Regions from separate parts of the Rattus norvegicus genome. Here region 1 is linked to region 2. A link is a contact called in public Hi-C data. All regions are on one chromosome and are shown on one strand. Each heading gives the region's core, a stretch centred on a gene start, on an enhancer-like site or on the middle of the called end of the contact. The rest is flanking DNA. Distances are from core to core; before and after follow the strand shown. Region 1 has its middle 16 kb from the start of Esd. Region 2 holds the start of Htr2a (5-hydroxytryptamine receptor 2A).

Region 1 (6,904 bases), core at 2,424-4,923, 77 kb before region 2:
TCTCACTCCTGTGCAGGGAGGAAACAGAGTGCTGAGACGCTATGAATGCAAAGCCCAGCAGACTGGTGAGGTGGTTTCTGTAGTAAAGACACTTGCTGAGAAACCTGCACGTCTGAGTTCAGTCTGCAGGATCTACACAGTTGAAAGGAAAGAAAGGACCGTTGAAAGTTGTCCTCTGACTGCCACATGAACACGATCTGCCGCAAACAAAGTGTAATAATTCAGAGAGCAGCTCGACCAGTAGCTTTGTGAGTTTGGGTCAAATCCTTAATCTCTTGTCTCTTTACTCATAAAATGTAAATAACAATGCGCTATAGTATTTATAGTTTACTGATTAAATGAGAGAGTAAAGTAACATAATACTTAATAACGTTCAATAAGGTTTAATGTATAGTTGAGAAAATAGCAGTAGTATTTGTTGTAGTAACTTTGGATGGTGAAGGCTAGCTGTTGGCCTATTATAGTCCATGGACCAAATCTGGCTCACAATTTATTTTTGTAAATAAAGTTTTATTGAAACATAGTTGTGTCTTCTCATTTGGCTGCTTTTTCATTAACAGCAGAGTTAAATGATTGCAGTATATGTGTGGATCACAAGATTTAAAAGAAAGTATTTGGCTTAGATATTAGCTTTCTTTCGGTTTGATAATACCTGAGATAAACAACTTAAAGGGAAGGAAGATTTATTTTGTTTCATGGTTTCAAAGATTTCATCACTGGCTAAGTGTATCCTTTGTCTCATTTAGGGTTGTTCTCGTTAGCTTCAGTTGTCAACTCGAGACTGCACAGAGTCATCTAAGAGGAATGTGGATTCAGGAACTTCCTAGATGAGATTGGCTTGTGAGGATGTTTATGGGAGATTGTCTTCACTGTTATTAATGCAAGAGAGCCCAGACCATTGTGGGCAGCCCCATTCCTAGGAAGGTAGATCATATGTAAGATAAATAGCAGAGCATAAACCAGCGACGGGGAGAGCCAGTGAGTATGCCGGTCTGCAAACAGCGTTCCCACAATCCCAGCTGTGCTTCCTCAGCTCTGAGTTTCTGCACGGCCTTCTCCTTCTGCTTTTGAACGATAGGTTATGACCTGTAAGTACAAGATGGAAAAGTCCAAGTAAAACCAGAGAATTATTTTAATCCAGGCAAGAGTCTTTAATCTAGTTCAAGAGTGAACTAGAACGGAAATAAAAACAAAATAAAGCATGAACTTGTTCCGAAGCAAAAGCAAACTGAAATTCTGTTAGAAAGAAGTACAGAACACTGCCTCATAGGAAGAACATCCTGGGTTAAATGTCAGGAGAAATAGCAGCAGGTTAACCCAAGGTAGAATAATCCTGGGGTTGAATGGTCTTGGCTTATGTACCCTTTTAGAACTGTTCTTCTTGACATCATCAATGTAGAGGGAGGATGAGGACAAACTTGAACAGTTGGTCATTACTGTTTATCTATTGACTGTCAGCATGTCTCATTAGCATCTTTAATCTTGACCCACAGGTGTGTGTGTGTTTTACTAGAGTAACGAATCAAAGATTGTTATCGGGAAGTAATCTTTATGCATGTATACATCGTAACCTATTGGAATGTATACATCGTAACCTATTGGAATGTATACATCGTAACCTATTGGAATGTATACATCGTAACCTATTGGAAGTACCAAAATTCAATGGGCTCCTTAGCATGAAGGACCTGAGGTGTTACTTTTTCATGACTTGGGGAGCCATTGATTGTCATACTGAATCTGGAAAGGTATGCTTCGTGGCTTCAGATTTCTGCTGTCCACAAGCCCATGTGTTCTGTTCCTTCTTCCCGTGTGTCACAGTCTTAGACTGTGGTCACGTCGCCTTACTTCTTTGCAGCTGTGATGAATAAATGGTGTGATGGGAAGTGCATGGTGGAACAAAGCCACTTGCCTTACAGAGACAGCGAGGAAGGAGCGAGAGGAGGACAGTGTCCCAGTGGGTCCTTCAAGAGCACAGCCCCAATTACTACTCCTCCAACTAGACTCTACCTCCTAACAGTCCTGCATGCTACCAACCAAAGCTTTAGCGCATGGCCTTTGGGAGACATTTTTAGATCCAACACGTTTTATAGGAAATACTCTCTGGTTATTAGCGCAGTATGTAAACACAGTAAACATGTAACTGCAGTCACAGATATCTGTATCTTACCTTTATTCTTTTATTAGTAGTCCATAAAATGTGTTTTTTAATTTTATTTTTTATTATTTTAATTTTTAATTAATTAATTTTATATTTAATTGATTTTATTTTTAACCATAAAATGTGTTTTGATCATAGTCATGCTCCCTCCTCAATTTCTCCCAAATTCACCTCCCTTTCCCTATCTACTCAACTTTGTGTTATTAAAAACAATCAAAACCAATTTGTGTTGCCCAAATATTCCTAGATGTGTAGTCTTCTTCTGGAAGGTGGTAAACTTGTGAGGGGTTATACTCTTGGAGAAAACTCTGCCTCTCTCTCTCTCTCTCTCTGTTTTTAAGGGATGCTGAGGGTAAAACCCACAGCTTTGTGCATGTTAGGCAGATGGTCTTCTCTTAAGCCACACCCCCAGGTACAAGACTTACTCTTTTTGAATGGTTCTAGTGAGCTCCTGAACTTCGTTGGGTCTACAGTGTATATGGGAACAAGACCACGTAGGGGCCACAGCTCCTCATTCTGTCGAGAGAATTCAGAGATGATTTAATCATAGCCATGTTCTCTGGAATTCTATTAGAAGCCTGACTAGCCCATGACATTTCATTCAAATCATTCCAGTTGCTCTTAGAAGCATTTTGTTGTTTTAATTTTGTCGAATTCACCTCACCCATGAGTAACTAACTGCACATTTTCCTTCTGATTCATAAGAAAATCTCCTTCCAGAGAATAGATAAACAGACCCACCCTACTTTCAGAGCACCAGAGAGGCAGATGATTAAAGACATGTATGTTGAAACGTCTAGCTGTGACTTGATTATTCTTTATTTCTTTTTTGACTCCATGGTTACTTTAAAACATTTCTTATTTATGTTGATTTACTGCCCCTCTTTTAAAGAGAACCTGCTTAGGATGAAGAACATTAGCAATGGAGTCAGGAACTAGTGACATCTAGTATTCTTCCTTTCTTTTTTAGTTAAAGTACCTTTGTGAATTCTACAACAATCTGAAGACATCTGTCCTTGGTACATATAACTGCTTCTTAGCATTACCTAGGGTGGCTAAACCAGCCCCAGGGTGGTGGCATTTCCTCAAGGGTTACCTTGTCATAAGCCCCCCTCCAGGCAGTATCATTGGATAGATCTTTTAAGCAAGCTGCGTATTAATTAGGTTAATTTGTAACCAACTTGGAGGGCTGAATAAGTAAACACGAATTTTGTAAAGTTCATTGAATGGTCTGTACATGACCTCAGTGCTATCCTCAGACTTCTCACATGTAATGGGGAAGAACTGTGTAGAACAGACACATTGGGGCTTCCGTGAACACACCTCCTGAGAGAATAAGTGAGGTGTTCAACACAGCTCCGGTGGGCAGCGATGTGCCCAGCCTCCACAACGTCACATTCCTACTTCCCTGTCTACCACATTTCCCTCCTCTTTTCATCTTGCACATTGGTAATCTGAACCTCACTCACTCTTGGCGCTGTTCTCAGAATCACCCTAACTCAAGACATGATGAGTAATGGCACACATTACTTTTCAATACCAGAAAGAAATGTGGGACAGGAAGTACATGTTGTGCTGTTCTCCAGGAGGCAGAATAAACACCATCTGAAGATCTCATAATTTAAATTATAAGTAAAGACCTAAATAACCTTGGCTCCCTTTCAACAAGAATCTAGCTATAAATAAATAAATAAATGATATTTGTCACCATGAGTTCTGAATCTATTTGGGCTTTCAATTTTTAACCCTTCAGGGAAACAGATCCCAAATAATAGGTTCCATTTTTCTTTAAGAAATCTGGAGGCCACTACAAAAAGCAACTGTTTATCTTATAACAGCTATGAAACTGTTTAAAAGAGGGTCTGACTGAGAAAACGCTTCAGCAGGAAACATTTGTGTTTATATCTCCATCTTGGTTTCATAGCTTACAAATTTCTTAGGTCACTGGTGATTTATCCCAGGATTACTGTTACAAAAGTTTGCTACCATTTATGTGACACTCATTCATCTATAGAATTTAAGAGTTCCAGAATGTTCTTTACCTTGGCCCATCGATGTCTAAAGGACTAGGCTTCCCAACATTCAGATAAGTTCAGAACTAGAACAGGCTCTTCAATGATTATCTCTAAGTCTTTGGTCTACTTTCTAAGTAAAGGAAACAATTTCCCAAGGTCAGACAAGAGCAGCAGACCAGACCTGAGTTTTCTGTCTGTCTTCAGCTGCAACTAGGCCACCTAAAGGAGGTTCCAAGTAAGCAGAAAGACTTCAGATTGTGTGCTGCTGGCTCTGTGAACATACTGGTGTTAAACTGTAATGCTCTTCAATTCCTCTTAGTGCCTACCAAAACTAGTTGATAAACCCTCCTGCTGAAGACACCACATACCTTCAATGGAACGCAGAGAGAAAACAAGCTGGCATTGAGCTGAGAGATTTACCTCTGCGAGCTACCTTTCATAGTCCTAGACGGTGCTACACAGGATGCTGGGAGAGTAGAATGGTTGTTCTTGGTTGTCAGCTTGACTAAATATGGAATTAAATAGATCCCAAGTGGCTGGCTACACCTGAGAACCTGGGAGGGATTCTCATTTAACTGGATCTTTACAGGTAGGAAGACTTTAACTTCACATCGCATGAGGTCAGAGGACCCGCCGTAATTTTGGGCCATAGCTTCTGGTGGCAGCCTACGTAAAGAACAAAGATGAAAGAAACCTTTACTGTTTGCCTGCTCGCCCTCAGCTTTGTTTCAATGGAAGCCTACTTATCTGCGATCTGATGCATACTGAAGACCAGCTGAGATATCTGGGCTCATGGACAAAACAATTACTGGCTTCTTGGACTAGGGCACTCTAATAAATTCCATAAATATATATGAATTGCAATGTCCACCCGCCGGACAGTATGTGCTCACTGGTGCAATGGTGGCGTGATTGTTATGGACGGGTGAATGAAAGACTCTAGAAAGGAACTGAGCCTTCAACTGCGTCTCTGCAAGGGTGACTAACTGACTAGCGCCTCAGCGATGGCAGACAGGTTCAGAAGCAACAGCATTTCTCTTGGGCCATCTGTCCCCTAAATAGGTCTGTGTCTGATCTAACAGCCTGTGTCTAACCGATAAGACCTTTGCAAAGTACTAGCTTAACAAAAGCTCAGCTTCTACTCACAAAGAGGACTGAATATCATTGGCTCGCATACGAGGTTTATAGCTGAGATTTCTCCACTGTGCTGTAACTGCCGACTTAATTGTTTTTACCAATGTATTTTTAAAATGCCTGATCGACTCCCTTTTTTTTTTTTTTGTTTTTTGTTTTACTACTATATGTTACCATGTTGGAACATGGAATTTTGGGTAATCTAAATCAGTGTTCCCAGGCCACAGTCTCTCAGATTTCTTTAGCCTCAGAATAAACTATTTCTTATCCCCTTCGCAAAAGAGTGGTGCTGTTGTGTTAACAAGGGTAGCCAACAAGTCTCTGACTGGATTTGAGGTTCACTCCGCAGGAGGGAATTCATTCAGGACACTGTAATCTCAGTGAAAAATGCACATTGGCAGGTCTTAGGCCCTAGGTGGAAACTTCCTATTGTGCTGCTCGATTGGCATGGACTTAAACCGCCTTCTAAATATTTACTGCTATGGTAAATCATTTCCATAGACACATGCTGATCTTAGCCTTAATCAGAGAGACTTTTCTTCCCAGGGAGCAGAAGCGAATACAGAGACCCAAGCTGCTCTAGCTGCCAAGGAAAAGTGATGGCTGAATGCTTGGCCTTAAACACGACTTTATTTTTAACCACCCCTGGTAAGGCTCAGGGAACACTGAGGAAAAGGAGAAGGAAAAAAAGTAAGAGCCAGGAGATGCAGCGAAAGTCTTTGAAAGGCTACCTCCTGGGCATGACAGCCATTGCAATCAGGATTCCGCAGCATCTGAGGCTGCCTCTGCTGGACTTGCACAACACCACAACACGAAGTCCATCATGGGTCAGGAAAGAGCCCCAGAGCCCATCCCTCTGCAGATCTATGGCTACCTGTAGCTCCTGGACAAGAAGCAATCATTGTCTTCAGAGCTGTGCCACGGGTGAATGCACCAAGCTCCAGTGGACAGTCTGAAACCCACACCCACACAAATGGTCCTGGTTAAAATCAGCGCACCATAAAACAACACAAAAGACACACAGGAATGCGGGGAAGGGCTTGAAGGCAAGAGGGGGTTGGCAGGGGAGGGAGGGAAAGTAGACCAAGTTAGAAGGAAGAGTAACCAGAATGTGTTATATTGATGCAGAAGCCTCAAAACTAAATTTAATAAAATTATATTATGAAAAAGGAAGATCAGAGCTTTTGTGCGCATATTATTAAAGTTGTTCAGAAGGAACTGTTTGATTTTTGCTCTCTCTATGCAAATAATCAGAAAACAACAAAAGGTGATGTAACTATCGATTGTGTATTTACAGGGACAAATACGCATAAGCATAAAACATAAGGGAGGATTTAGTAATCATATTCCTAGTTTCCTCCATTTACAGTAAAACCTTAAAAGTTATGGATTCTTTTCAAGTCATTATTATGGACGAAAACTCAATGCTGTGTGGTCATATGGTTGAGATTTCAAGGGGGTGGGGGGCAGCTTCTGTCATGTGTAGAAGGCACTGTCTCACAGTAGACAACAAGACTTGCATGTCAACTGTTGACAGGCCAATGTGGATGGGGGAAAATCTTGGCGGGACCCACCTCAGATGGAGAACTACAGG
Region 2 (7,552 bases), core at 581-3,080:
GCTAGTTATGGTTTCAGGAAAGAAACTTCTCCCCTCAAAGTTTCTTACCAAGGGGTAAGAAGAGAATACTTGTGCAAGACAGATTTGTGACTTGTGTGCTAGGACCAGCCTGGTTAAGTGTCAAGTAGACTCTGGGCAAGTGTAGGCTGCATACCCAGAAGTCGTCACTAGGGGGCAGCCTTGTACCCTGAGCTGAGTCCAGGGACCTGCTGCACTTCCTACGTGGCCAGGGCTACCCCTGCTGCCCAGCAGGTCACTCTGACTTCCTGCTGCGGTTTTGGGTTCTTGCAGAGTCACCCCTCCCACCCCATAGTAGGGTTTGCCTCTGAGGGTTGGCCAGGGTTTTAGGAAGTGAGAGCCTCTCTCCAGTGGCTGAGATATGATAAGCAAATTTAATGGAATTATTTGGGTGTGTCATTTCAATGGTCAAGCCAGGGCAAATGGATGCTTGATATTCCTTCTTCCTTGAAGCTTTTTGGGGCAGGATGGACATGATCAGATTATAGCCTCTAGAACTTGGCCAGAAAATTCTCCTTTAAAGGTGTCCCTAAAACTGCCTGTAGGTCCGGTGACTGCCGAGTACATGTGCCAGCAGTGCAAATATTCTCTCATCTGCTCATTGTTAGGAGAGATCTGGCTGTATTAGTCATACTTTGAAAGAATATCACATTCTGCTCCCCCATGAAAGCCGTCCCAGTGTTTGGTGACTTCCTGAGAAGTTTGACACTGTCAAACTGGATCGAAAAGAAAGCAAGACTAAGAGCTTTCAGTTTGTTCTCCATCCTTCTCTAAAACCAGACAGGAGGAGTTTATGTGTATACATTTTTAAAGACTTGAGGGTATAACCCAAAGGCTTTCTTCCGTATTTTCTTCTCTGGGCTAGGGACAGGGAGCAATTAAAACCAGAGTAATTCATTTATTCTAATGGAGACTCTGAATATTTTAACATTAAACCCACTCCGGCACTAATGCTCTCTCTGCAAATGTTCCAAGGTAATTGGGAAGGTTTTAACCACTCCATTAGAAATGCTGAGAACTGGGTGAGAAAGATAAAACAAAAGCAAAAAAAAAAAAAAAATCACACGGACAGACCGAGAATGACAGTTAAATTATACTCACGGAGTATTGGAACATAGATAATAATTTCTCTACAAAATGTATCCACTCTAAGGCACAAATTCACCAATGATCAGGTACTAGGCTGTCTGATTTTTTTTCTCTCTCAAGGAAAAATAGAATTTTAAGGCTAAAACAAAGCTGTCTGTTTATTTTTCTCTGGAGCCCCAGTCCCTCCGCTAACAGCATGCACAAGCTCTTGGGGACTACCGTAGGGACGGCTGACATGCTAACCCCACTCACCATACAGGATGGTTAACATGGACACAGGCATGACAAGGAAACCCAGCAGCATATCAGCTATGGCAAGTGACATCAGGAAATAGTTGGTGGCATTCTGCAGCTTTTTTTCTAGGGACACTGCCATGATGACCAGTATATTTCCAGCAATGGTGAGAATAATCACGACAGTTGTCAATAAAGCAGACCAGTTTTTTTCCTGGAGATGAAGAATGGAGAGGCATGTCGGTGGGAGGTACCCTTCACAGGAGAGGTTGGTTCTGTTTTCAGCATCAATTGTCCAGTTCGATGCTTCCGAAGTGTTAGCATCTCTGGAGTTGAAGTCATTATGGTAGAGCCTCGGGCCATCACCTAATTGCATTAAGGAGTTTGGAATTGAGCTCAGAGAGATATTGTCTTCACAAAGAATTTCCATGTCTAAGCCGGAAGTTGTAGCAGATGAAGTGTGGAGAGACTAGGGGGTCATAGCCTGGGCTCACCATTCATCTTCGTGCCCTGGCGCTAGGACGTGCTGAAGCGGAGAACATGTGTGGCTCCTCTGGCTGCCTTCTCCTCTTCCATAGTAAGAGTTACAGAAGTGTGATGCTTCTTGATTATGCCTCCCTTCACGGTGCTAGGGAGAGCCCACGGCTGAGCTGTAAGTTCTCACGGAAGCAAAGGCCAAAAAAAGCACTTTGAGTATTCGGGGACACAAACGTGTTCCTGGTTAAGGAAGAAAAGTTTTGTATCCGGTGAAAATCTTTCAGCTAATTCTCGGGTTGAATATGCTGCTTCCAAGAGTTCAGCCATCACAAAGTTAAAACAGCATGAGATCCAAACGAGGAGGGAGGGCAGTGTGCCCTCTATATCAATTAAGGAAGTCAATTAAAAACCTACACAGTGTTAATGCCATCCTAACTGAATATTCTTGGGTTAACCCTTCTTAGTCTCAGGCAGAAGTGCCTCAGCCGCGGTCAGGAATTTGAGCTTGTATTTCTGGCTTAGTTAATGAAAGGAAAACGCGAGCCGAAGAGCAGCAGAACTTTCCACATCAGAAATTCTCACGGCAATGACGGCATCGTGGCCAAGCGTGACTTTAAGCAGAAAGAAAATCCCACAGCAGTAAAAGACAGCAGCCCAGGAACTTACATTCGTTGTCGCCAGGGTCCGCTATCCTGTGACTCGCCTGTCGCATGGTGACTGAGCCAGTGTGGAATCCCCTCTCTTTAAGCTTCCAGCAGCATAAGATGATAGTAATTTGATTTCTGGTTTTGCTGACTTCAAAAACCGCATGCCGGTTCCAGCACCGTTGAGGTCTGTGCTGGCTGCCTCTGCCACTGCTGAGCTTGGGTCCTCCCTCCCAGAGCCTGGCTGCTCGCTGAGGCGAGCGCACAGAGAGGAATCAGTCACCAGAGAGCCCCTCTCAAAGTCACACAAAAGAGCCGCAGGGAAAGTAGGAAACGCTGTCTGTACCAGGAGGCTCTGGGATTTCCAGAAGAATAAGCAGCTCCTGGTTGCCTCCTTCCTCAGACCTCCCTCTGTCACTGTGTCATAACCTGCAAGGTGGCGACAGCCAGGAAGGGCGGACCAAACCGCCCCCTCCCCCGGCACGCCCCCATTCTTCTTTCTGCTACAGGTTAATTGAGAACCTTTCCATAAAAAAGAGAGAATGGGGAGACAGCCTAGGGGATGGCAGGCAGGTGGCTACATGGCAGTCATATTTTAGGCTGAGGGGCGAAGTGTGAGAAAATAAATAAGGCTAGAAAACCGCACGTCCTGGGATCTAGGGGCATCTGGCACTTCTAGCCACACCAGTGGTTATGTGTCCAGGAGGGATGGCTGACAGTGGTGACACACGTTCAGAGGAGTCAGGAAGTCTGTGGCAATAACTGATAAAACTATTAGAACAATTTTTAGTTAGTTAAAGCACAGGCACTATTGTTATGTGTATACATCTCGCAACTAGCTTACTTTTCTTCGTCTGAAAAAGGTTGCCAAGAAGTAATTGAAAACTTCATGTTAGAAAGTGAAGGGTTTTGTTCTATTTTTATTTCTTCCAGAAGTGACCCTAATGATAAAGTGACTAGATGAAAAAGAGGCCCTCTCCCAAGTGGTCCTTAAAGGAAGATAGATGTAGGGGCTGGGGATTTAGCTCAGTGGTAGAGCGCTTGCCTAGGAAGCGCAAGGCCCTGGGTTCGGTCCCCAGCTCCGGAAAAAAAAAAAAAAAAAAAAAAAAAAGGAAGATAGATGTACTCATGACAGATAAGAAAATCGATTATTTCCTGGACATCAGGGATTTTTGGGGGTTCTGTCCACCTAATTTTTCTCTTGTTTATCTTTTACACTCTCAGTTCAGCCACTCCCAGGCCTTCAGTGTGTTCTCATGGCAGTGAGCTAAATGTCTAGTTGCCTTCTAGATCCTTCTGTCTGTGACCCAGGATCCATCCTGACCCTCCTCTTAGGGCTCATGGACTCATCATATGGTCCACCTGGCCCTTCATCCCTGCTCCCTGCCTGTGCCTCTAGGTTCCCAGCATTGCTCCCATCCCACTCACAGTTCTCAGCTCTCCTCTGCTCAGCCCACAGTGAGGAGACCTTCTGCTCTTCCTGGGCAGGGACATTATTTCCCAGATCGCCTACCTGTGACTAGGCTGCGGTCATGTGTGTACAGAGTAGGTGTGAGAGTCACAGTCCTTTGGTTCAGAATCCAGCTTTGTAACACATATAACCTAACTCAGCTGCCTTTAGAGCCCACTGCTCCCCACTCCCAGGGCGTTATTAGCTTCATCATCCCTGGGTTACAGTGAGGTATAAGATAACATGCATGAATGTTTAGCCCATACTTGGCTTATAGGATGTTCTACATTTTATACTGGCTATTTTATTCCCATTAAAATTATTATTGGTTGAAGGAAACATACATCATTACCCTCTTGCCTACATTCTTTATCTCTTCTTTGAGGGATACACAACTCTATTCTTAGTCTGCTCATTCTCTGGGGTCCCCATGTTCAGGCCTAGATGCTCACAGGGTTTCTGTGGGTAGCCTGGCCACAGCCTGAATCTTCATGTTTCTGACATTTTTCATATTTGTGCTTGTAGTTCTTTGAGGCTGGAGTCTGGACCGCCCTCGCTGCCTGTCTTTCTGTATTCTTCTTGTGAATTTCCAGGGTGCAGCTCCCAAGTTGAGAGTCCCAGGTTTGCCTCTGTGACTTTGATTAAGCTCTTTAACGTCTACATGTGGTTTCCTCATCCGGATAAAAAGGAATAGGATTAGCTGTGCACCTACTTCAGAGTTAATCTCAGAGTTAAGTAAATTTATAGATTCACCTTGCATATTATAAGTCCACATGTTTTTAGTCTTTCTGCTGTTATTGACTTTTCTTTCAGGGAGCTTCCTGGGTACCATCCTGCCCCAATGGAGGCGAAGACTTCAGCATCCTCTGCAGTTTTTCATTTGGATGCTAATCACACTGAGTGCAAGCCACAGAAAGGCCAGAGGTGTGAGCATCTTGCTCATGGTTGGTTGCTTTTTCACTTAGATACACAGGGAGTAAAAGTGTTAGTCAATGTCTAATGGTTTTTGAAGGTGGCACAGGCCTGTGATCTCAGTTATTTAGGGGTTGGGAAGTAGGGTAGCAGGTTCAAGGCCAGCCTGGGCAAAACTAAATATAAAAAAAGGGTTACTTGCAATTTTTGCAGTTTAATGGACAAAACAACATAGACATGATCTCTCTAGGCTGTTGACTACCGATAATGGAATGTGAGTCAGATTGGGTAGGAAGATATTTGTATTCCTATATGATGCAGATAGTAACAAGACTTTATTGTGACATTTTTATATATGTGTACGCGTGATATGTTTTGATAATATTCAACCCTACTGATTCTAAGTTAGACAGTCCTTTTGAGTTTGCAGTGTGTTAGTGGCGAATGTGCTGTCCAGCACCCCCTGCTGGACTGTAGTGCTCAGTCTTGCTCCTGAGGGAAGTATTACCAGATGGCTGTGGAGAAGTTCTGATATGATGACCTTCTCTTTGCCCGAAGGCTGTATAGCTGTCAATTGCCTCCTTAGAAGAGCTCCTCCTCACATGTGGAGAAAGAGGAACACTCCTCCATTGTTGGTGGGGTTGCAGACTGATACAACCATTCTGGAAATCAGTCTGGAGGTTCCTCAGAAAATTGGACATTGAACTGCCTGAGGATCCAGCTATACCTCTCTTGGGCATATACCCAAAAGATGCCCCAACATATAAAAAAGACACGTGCTCCACTATGTTCATCGCAGCCTTATTTATAATAGCCAGAAGCTGGAAAGAACCCAGATGCCCTTCAACAGAGGAATGGATACAGAAAATGTGGTACATCTACACAATGGAATATTACTCAGCTATCAAAAACAATGACTTTATGAAATTCGTAGGCAAATGGTTGGAACTGGAAAATATCATCCTGAGTGAGCTAACCCAATCACAGAAAGACATACATGGTATGCACTCATTGATAAGTGGCTATTAGCCCAAATGCTTGAATTACCCTAAATGCCTAGAACAAATGAAACTCAAGACGGATGATCAAAATGTGAATGCTTCACTCCTTCTTTAAAAGGGGAACAAGAATACCCTTGGCAGGGAAGAGAGAGGCAAAGATTAAAACAGAGACTGAAGGAACACCCATTCAGAGCCTGCCCCACATGTGGCCCATACATATACAGCCACCCAATTAGACAAGATGGATGAAGCAAAGAAGTGCAGACCGACAGGAGCCAGGTGTAGATCTCTCCTGAGAGACACAGCCAGAATACAGCAAATACAGAGGCGAATGCCAGCAGCAAACCACTGAACTGAGAATAGGACCCCCGTTGAAGGAATCAGAGAAAGAACTGGAAGAGCTTGAAGGGGCTCGAGACCCCATATGTACAACAATGCCAAGCAACCAGAGCTTCCAGGGACTAAGCCACTACCTAAAGACTATACATGGACTGACCCTGGACTCTGACCTCATAGGTAGCAATGAATATCCTAGTAAGAGCACCAGTGGAAGGGGAAGCCCTGGGTCCTGCTAAGACTGAACCCCCAGTGAACTAGACTGTTGGGGGGAGGGCGGCAATGGGGGGAGGGTGGGGAGGGGAACACCCATAAGGAAGGTGAGGGGGGAGGGGGATGTTTGCCCGGAAACCAGGAAAGGGAATAACACTCGAAATGTATATAAGAAATACTCAAGTTAATAAAAAAAAAAAAGAAGAAGAAGAAGAAGAGCTCCTCACTAGATATGTTGAGACCTTTGTTTCAGGAATCATAAACACCTCCCCTGTAAGCCCCTCCTTTACTCCCTTCCCTCTGCAAGTTGTGCCCCTCCCCTGTAAGCCCAGCCCCTCTGCTGTAAGCCTCCCTCCCTGTAAGCCCCTTCCCTCCACTGTAAGCCCCTCCCTTACCCCCTCCCCTCTGCAAGCTGTGCTCCTCCTCTGTAAGCCTGCCCCTCTCCTTCCCCTGCAAGCCCCACCCTTCCCCATCATCTGCTCCCTTACAGGTGCTAATCTCTGTGAACCCTCCCACACAAACCTGCCTGATTTGGCTTCCTGGGAAACTCAGCCTAAGACTTAACTTTCTCACCTCCTATTTTAATGTTTACTTTTTCCCACCCCTGGATGAATCTGTCCTACAAAGAGCAGAAACAGAGTAGTTGCTTAAGTTGGTGAATGCTTCTTTAGCATAAACTTCCAGCCACGAATGGACGATGGCTGTCTTATTATTGTTGGAAGAATTTAAGGTCAACAGCTCAAATCAATTTATTATTTGAGGCAGAATTCTAAAATGATTGGGCCTTGCCTATGGGGGTGCCTTTTACTTTGAACAGGCCAACAGAAAACAGTTGCTTAAAATTGCTTTAAAAAACTGCTGGAGTAGCATTGGAAGTCCTTGCTAAGCTTCTTTTTTTTTCATTCTATAGTCACTTGGTTCCTGAAATATTAATGCTTTATAGATGTTAAAATATGTGAAGAAAAAGTTCTGCAAGTAAATAAATCTAGAACATATTGCATCTTTATAGCCTTCTCTTAAAAATACACTGTATACATTAGCATTTTAAAGGCTGTGGGAGATCCTGTAATAAGGAAATTTGCTTCTATTTATCTCTTTTTTCCCTTCTTCCAAAACATTCACTATAGGTCAATTTTATTTTCTTTCAAAGAATTGAGTTATATTTTGCATTCATCAAA

What was found. Hi-C and Micro-C count contacts between places; a contact is called where the count stands out from the background.
Region 1: a contact with region 2 is called in a Hi-C map of the A7r5 cell line, with 4 times the contacts expected there. The contact joins the enhancer-like site here to the promoter of Htr2a in region 2. A contact is called at or near these places in 4 of 12 Hi-C or Micro-C datasets (the A7r5 cell line, hepatocytes, kidney and 1 more).

The regions. Positions count from the first base shown.
Region 1 is chr15:56,433,965-56,440,868 of GRCr8, reverse strand. No RefSeq gene overlaps it. Among named protein-coding and RNA genes, the nearest start is that of Esd, 16 kb to the left of the region's middle. Within about 2 kb of position 3,673, at least 4 of the 93 cell types and tissues checked have an H3K27ac peak or open chromatin away from gene starts, as enhancers often do. A contact at or near this core is called in the A7r5 cell line, where this site is marked.
Region 2 is chr15:56,354,925-56,362,476 of GRCr8, reverse strand. It overlaps Htr2a (5-hydroxytryptamine receptor 2A), which reads right to left and starts at 1,830. Exons shown (of 3, transcript NM_017254.1): 1 at 1,360-1,830. The coding sequence starts at 1,771.